2 separate regions of the Mus musculus genome follow, and region 2 is linked to region 1. The links are chromatin contacts, called in public HiChIP or PLAC-seq maps. All regions are on one chromosome and are shown on one strand. The core of a region is the stretch at or near the end of the contact, and the rest is flanking DNA. Distances in the headings are between cores, read along the strand shown. Region 1 holds the start of Derl2 (Der1-like domain family, member 2). Region 2 has its middle 25 kb from the start of Gm46262.

Region 1 (2,921 bases), core at 50-2,549:
CCAAGTTTTCACCATTCCTGGATTGATGCGCCATGATTACATAACCAAATACCTACATCCAAACTTCCAGTTTTGAGAAAAGTTCCAATGTTGCCTTTTCTCTGTTGGACACTGCCAATGCTATAATGAGGCAGTAGCTATAAAGATGCAGTTTTACCAACAAGTTGCTAAGACCACTCCCCAGTGTTTGCTCCCATTCTACGTTGTCCACACTGGCCTAGAACTTCAGGATGGAACAAATCCTCTGGCTTCAGCCTTCAGAGTGGCTAGGAGCCACAGGTCGGTTCAACTACTTTCAGCTTTCTAGTCTTCCTTCTAAATGCCATTCTCTCCAACTTTTTACTTGGTTCCTACCAGTCTTGACGGTCGCATTTTTTTGTCCCACAATTTTTAAAGCTTCTTTATAACTTACTGAACACGTCTGCCACGGTCAGGATAGTCTTTGCTCCAGCCCAATCTAATTCTATTTTCTTTCCTTCAAGTAAGCATGCAGTAGGCGCAGATTCCAGAGCCAGTTCGAATACACATCCCTGAAGAACCGCCTCCGCTTTCCCTTCATCTACCGTCTCTTCTCTGCTAGATTAGAGTTCCTGCGGCTGAAGATAAACATGAGAGGTCCTCACACCGTCTCGACGAATGTAATGGACTTCAGAGCCTACGACCGCCACAGACAAGGCCCAGAAACCGCAGAACGGGAAGCGCTTCCTTCAGCTCCAGCTCCCGTACTACCCCGCGGCCGCGATGCATGCCGGGAACTCTAGGTCTCCGTACCCAGGCCGGCCAGACCGGAGGGATTCCCTACAGAACGCTCCGCCGCCCCGACGCCACTCCTCGGTCCCGCCCTTTCCGCTCCTCCTCGGAGAGCACACAGCCCCTACCGAAGCGATCCCGGGAGTGATGGATTCCGCCCCACACCGGCTTCCCGCCACTTCCTTCAAGCTACACTCAGCGGCTGGAAGAAGGCGGTAACACCGGCTCCTCCGAATCGACTGAGACCTGCCTCTGCGAACGAACGCCAAGGCGGGCTGGATCGCACTCCTGATTGGCTAGCCGTGGGTCAAAAGGAGCCACTGCGATTGGTAAAAGGAAGGCGACAAGGAGGGAAAGCTAGCTGTGGCCGGCAGGGATTGGCGGACGGAACTGGTCCTTCTCTCTGCGTTGGTAGGCGGAGAAGTAAGGATGGACCGACGCAGAGGCGCAACTCTTGATTGGTGGGTGAGCGGCCCCAAGGCGCCAGCGATTGGTGGCTGTCCGAGTACGCAGCGCTGATTGGACAGGAGTGGGTAGGCTGAAGGCCAGCTTTGAGTCCGCCCCGCCGCCTGGCATACTGGCGGAAGGGGAAGGGGGGCAGGCGCGGTGGGAAAGATGGCGTACCAGAGCCTCCGGCTGGAGTACCTGCAGATCCCGCCGGTCAGCCGCGCCTATACTACCGCCTGCGTCCTCACCACCGCGGCCGTGGTGAGCAGCTGTGGCGCCACATCCTCTTTTTCCAGGCTAGCTATGACTGCGTCTTCAGAAAACGGGTTTGGGCCGCGGAGAAGCCCAGTGGGTCTGGTCCCAGGGGTGGGTGGAGACATCCGGAGCTGACTCTAGGGTTTGGGATATTCCCAAGGGTGCCAAGCCAGTGACCTGAGAAGGGTGTGCCCCTTCGTGAAGGGCCAGGTCAGTTTCAGACAAATGAAATCCAGACCTGTAGTGAATCAGAAGTGCGGGAGCCGCCCACCCAAAAATGTGTCTGAGAGGTCCAGGTGACTAGTGGGAGTGAGGTCCGCTAGGTTCACAGACTATTATATTGAGTATAGAAATCTCGAGCTATCTGGAAACATCTTTCAAAAGACGGCCTATGGATATAAGTGTCTGGCCGCTTGTACCTATCCCTAATGGTAGCAGGGTCTTAGTTAAACCCCTTATTCCGAGTTGTCTCACCTAGCTGAGGTGGTGACCACGTGACGCACAGATTTGTAAAAGATGCTGTTGGCTTGTCTCTAAAATATGCTCACCCGCCTGCCTTATAGCATCCTCAAATATTGCAACATCAAACTGACATTGTGTGTTTATACAAAACGGTTGTGCAAATTCTAAAGAATCTCTTACCAGCTGTCACAAGCAAGACAGAAATGTATTCCAAGGGACAGAAATGATTAGATCTACTCATCCTTCGTGGTTCATGATGAAATTTTGTTTTGCGGTTGATCGGCTTCAAGAAGCTCTTTTTCCATTTCAGCAGTTGGAATTGATCACACCTTTTCAGTTATACTTCAATCCTGAATTAATTTTTAAACATTTTCAAGTAAGTGGTCTATATAGCAACTGTGATTAATGTTTTCATTATCTTTTTTTTTTTCGTATCGTTTAGTAAGTAGTAAATCCTGTGAAATAGAGTCTCAAAAAAAATAACCCAGTAGGGGAATCTCTGATTACAGGTCTTTTTGAGATGTAAAGAGGGCATTCCACAGCCTGGTTGGACTCTAGAATGGTTTGAGAGCTGCTAAGTATTTGGGAACTCCTTATATACCAAACTAGAGTTGCCAGGGGGGAGCCAGGTGCAGACAGAGCAAGCAGGAGGATGGCAGGTGCTGGATAAGCTTGAGCTAGAGAGAGAGAGAGACTGTCTTAAGAACATAATTTTTAGTGTGTCTTTGATGTGTTGAGATTTTATATTTGACTACAACTAGTTAAGAACTAATGTGGCCATAGTCCCAGCAGTCAGGAACCTGAGCCCACCTTGAACTACATACCAAGGAATTGTCTCAACACACAAACAACAGGAACAACAACCAACAACGACAACAACAGTAATAATAATGTGATCTGAGAATAGACTGATGAGCTGGCTGCCCAGGGAGTTTCACAGGATAGCCAGCCTTATTTTGTGTTTTTTCCACCCAGACACACCTACCTACCACTGTTGTTAGTCCTCT
Region 2 (3,091 bases), core at 50-2,549, 980 kb before region 1:
TATCTGCTGATGTCAGCTAGTTTGATCATATCCAGGAGTAGAGCCCAGGGCTCCAGGTCCTGAGCCTGTGTCCCCCTACCCCATATATGCTTCCCTAAACTTCTCTCCAGAGGCCTTCTGAAGGTGGGTGGGGGTGGGGAGCTGACTCCTCAGGCATGTGGAGATCATCTCACTAAAAATGAGATTACAGCACCTTCATCTTCCGTTTCCCCAGGCAGCATGGGTGTGCTTACTTGTTTCTATAGGGAAGCTGCTCCCAGGCACCCCGCTGCCGCTGAGCACCTAGCCTCTATCTTGTTTCCATCAACATAATCTGTTTGCAACACGAGATTGGGCTTTTCCCTGGCCCCCTTATCACTAATAGGATCAGCGGATTCTGCAGGCTGTTGGGAGCTGCAGTGAGCATGCTCAGTCAGGGAAGCGGCTGTCTCTGAGACGAGACTGCAGCTCAGTTAGCTATACACCAAGCTTTGGGATTCAGGAGAGGAGAGTTCGCCGGGACTCAGTTGCTCCGGGATAGCTTTTAGCTCAGGCTCTAACTCAAAGCCCTGTCTACCAGAGGATGGTTTGGTTAGTACCGTGTAGAGCCTCCACTGAGTTGTTACCGTCTTACTTCTGGAAGCTTCTCTTGTCATATATAATATTTATCTCTCATTAGGTGCGGGTTTATTTCTTGCTACAACAAACCAAATGATTTTTTTTAAAAAAATAAATTTGCTTTAGAAACGACTTGGTCAAAAGGGACTGTTCAATTATACATTTTATACCGCTCCATTCACGAATCCTGTGCAATGGCCAACTTTATAAGCTTTCGACGTTTTAATCAATTTGATCTTTCGGTTTTCTTTTCATCTTTTGGAACCAATCTTTCTTTCCTACGCCGTCAATGTTTTTGCCATAGGCACTTCCGGCTTGCACCTGGTGGATAAAGAGGTCTCACGCAGGAAAGGAAGAAGCCAGAACACCTGGTACTCCCAGCTCGGGTCTGCTACTAGTTAGCTGTGCTCCCTTGGGCGAGGCCCCAGCAGACTCTGTACCCTCCATCCCAAGCTGGTGCTTTTTGGGACAGGCTGAATGTCAGGTAGCTTGGTGCAGGTGAGTTTAGGAAGGTGAGAAAGAAAGCTGGAAATCAGATTCCCCTCCTCCGAAGGGGAAGGGTTAGCCAGCTGGAATCCAAGCCCGGAGCTGGGGCTTCTGTTGCTGGGCAACAGCAGCCTTTGTCTTGCTATGACTCAGATAGGAGAAGAGTTTTTGAGTTGGGCTCCAGCCACACAGGACTTCCTGCCTCTGCCAGTTTCCTGTTTCCTGGAGTGCAGCCTTAGTCACCCCTTGAGACTCTCCTCAGCGCGCTGTTCAGAGGCTGCCTCTAGCCCAGCCTTTAGGGCACACCGATCTGTATTAATTCCAAATGCAGGGGAAGGAGCCAGATGAGTGTCTGCACGGCGTAGGAAAATAGAATTGTTGCAATGTAAAAGCCTGAACGCACTGTAAGCTCTCCAGAGTTCTTAGGGTTTGTGGGATACTCTGTCCCCCTCATGGTAGGCTTCAGGGATCTCTACCTCCGTCACCAGCCTTTCTTCACCAGCCGTGCAAGGCAGTTCACTAGCTCTCAGATTGCTTGTCCCTATTCTCAGATCATGTGTCCCCTTTGCTTTATTTTTTTGGGACTGGGTTTTGGAATGTCTTCACTTCTGGAAGGCTCTTCCCCGCTGATCCCACACAGGTAGATGTGGCTTGTATCCCAGTTGTCAAGTGTTAGGGGGGTTGTTACCCAGTGTGCGGGTGTTGAAATGGGTGTGGTAACTGGTTTTGTGTGTCAACTTGAGCTGGAGTTATCACAGAGAAAGGAGCCTCCCTTGAAGAAATGCCTCCATGAGATCCAGCTCTAAGGCATTTCTCAGTTAGTGATCAAAAGTGGGAGGGCCCATTGTGAGTGGTGCCATCCCTGGGCTTGTGTTCGTGGGTTCTATAAGAAAGCAGGCTGAGCAAGCCAGGGAGAGCAATCCAGTAAGCAGCATCCCTCCATGGCCTCTGCCTCAGCTCCTGCCTCCAAGTTCCTGCCCTGTGTGACTTCCTGTCCTGATTTCCTTTGGTGATGAACAGCAGTTTGGAAGTATAAGCTGAATAAACCCTTTCCTCCCCAACTTGCTTCTTGGTCGTGATGCTTTGTGCAAGAATACAAACCCCAACTTAGACGTTAGTGTTCAAGGGACTGGAGAGGTGGCTCTGTAATTGGGAACACTGGCCGCTCTTGCTTGGGTTTGAGTCTCAGCAACCACAGGGCAGCTCACAAGCAATTGTAACTCCAGTTCCAGAGAGTGAATTGTTATAAATTGAGGTCACTTCACGGGCTTGGGTTTTTCTGCATTCATAAGCTGTTTCTCTTTTAGCTCCTCTGCCATGTTGTAACACATTCAGGGAGCCCTCACCAGAAGCTGAATTGATAGGGCCACTCAGGTTTTGTTCTTCAGCTTCCCAAATTGTGTTCTTATTTACAAAGTATCTAGCATAAGGTATTCTGTTAGAACAACAACAACAACTAGTCTGCCTAACTTACCTGTCTTGGAAGGGCTCTCTCTCCAGTAACCTTTTGAGTGGTAGAAAGTAGGTTGTGGCCACAGTGCTGTTGTTCACAGTAACAGCCACTTTTCTTATTGTTGTAATAATTAAAATAGTTGATAAAAGCATCTTAAAGGAAGAAAAAAAATACTTGAAAGGTACTTTTATCATGGAGGCAGGAGTGTGAGGCGACACACCATGTCTGCTGTCAGGAAGCAGGGAGATGCTCTCTCTCTCTCTCTCTCTCTCTCTCTCTCTCTCTCTCTCTCTCTCTCTCTCTCTCTCTGTACAGGACTCCAGCTCATGGATGGCATTATCTGTATTAAGGACAGGTCTTCCCTCCTCAGCTAAATTTCTCTGGAAGCAGTCTCATACATACACAGAGGTGCGACTCCTAAGTGATTCCAAAATCAATTAAACTTGACAATAAAGACAAATCAAATTCACCAAAACAATTTCCCCTCTGCTTCCTGGATGGCTATTCAGCTGGATACTATTTCTTAGGCTCCCTTCTGGTTGGGTGGCCTTCATG

What was found. HiChIP or PLAC-seq counts read pairs in DNA pulled down with a chosen protein or histone mark.
Region 2: a contact with region 1 is called in an H3K27ac HiChIP or PLAC-seq map of the NIH/3T3 cell line, with 8 times the contacts expected there. The contact joins the enhancer-like site here to the promoter of Derl2 in region 1. A contact is called at or near these places in 2 of 39 promoter capture datasets (cranial neural crest and hippocampal neurons), 7 of 115 datasets of contacts at active chromatin or transcription factors (the NIH/3T3 cell line, astrocytes, embryonic midbrain and 4 more) and 1 of 9 other capture datasets (embryonic stem cells).

The regions. Positions count from the first base shown.
Region 1 is chr11:71,017,681-71,020,601 of GRCm38.p6, reverse strand. It overlaps Derl2 (Der1-like domain family, member 2), which reads left to right and starts at 1,299. Exons shown (of 7, transcript NM_033562.4): 1 at 1,299-1,458; 2 at 2,225-2,290. The coding sequence starts at 1,366. It overlaps Mis12 (MIS12 kinetochore complex component), which reads right to left and starts at 991. Exons shown (of 3, transcript NM_025993.3): 1 at 413-991.
Region 2 is chr11:71,994,304-71,997,394 of GRCm38.p6, reverse strand. No RefSeq gene overlaps it. Among named protein-coding and RNA genes, the nearest start is that of Gm46262, 25 kb to the right of the region's middle. Within about 2 kb of position 1,299, at least 214 of the 459 cell types and tissues checked have an H3K27ac peak or open chromatin away from gene starts, as enhancers often do. A contact at or near this core is called in the NIH/3T3 cell line, hippocampal neurons and pancreatic cancer cells, where this site is marked.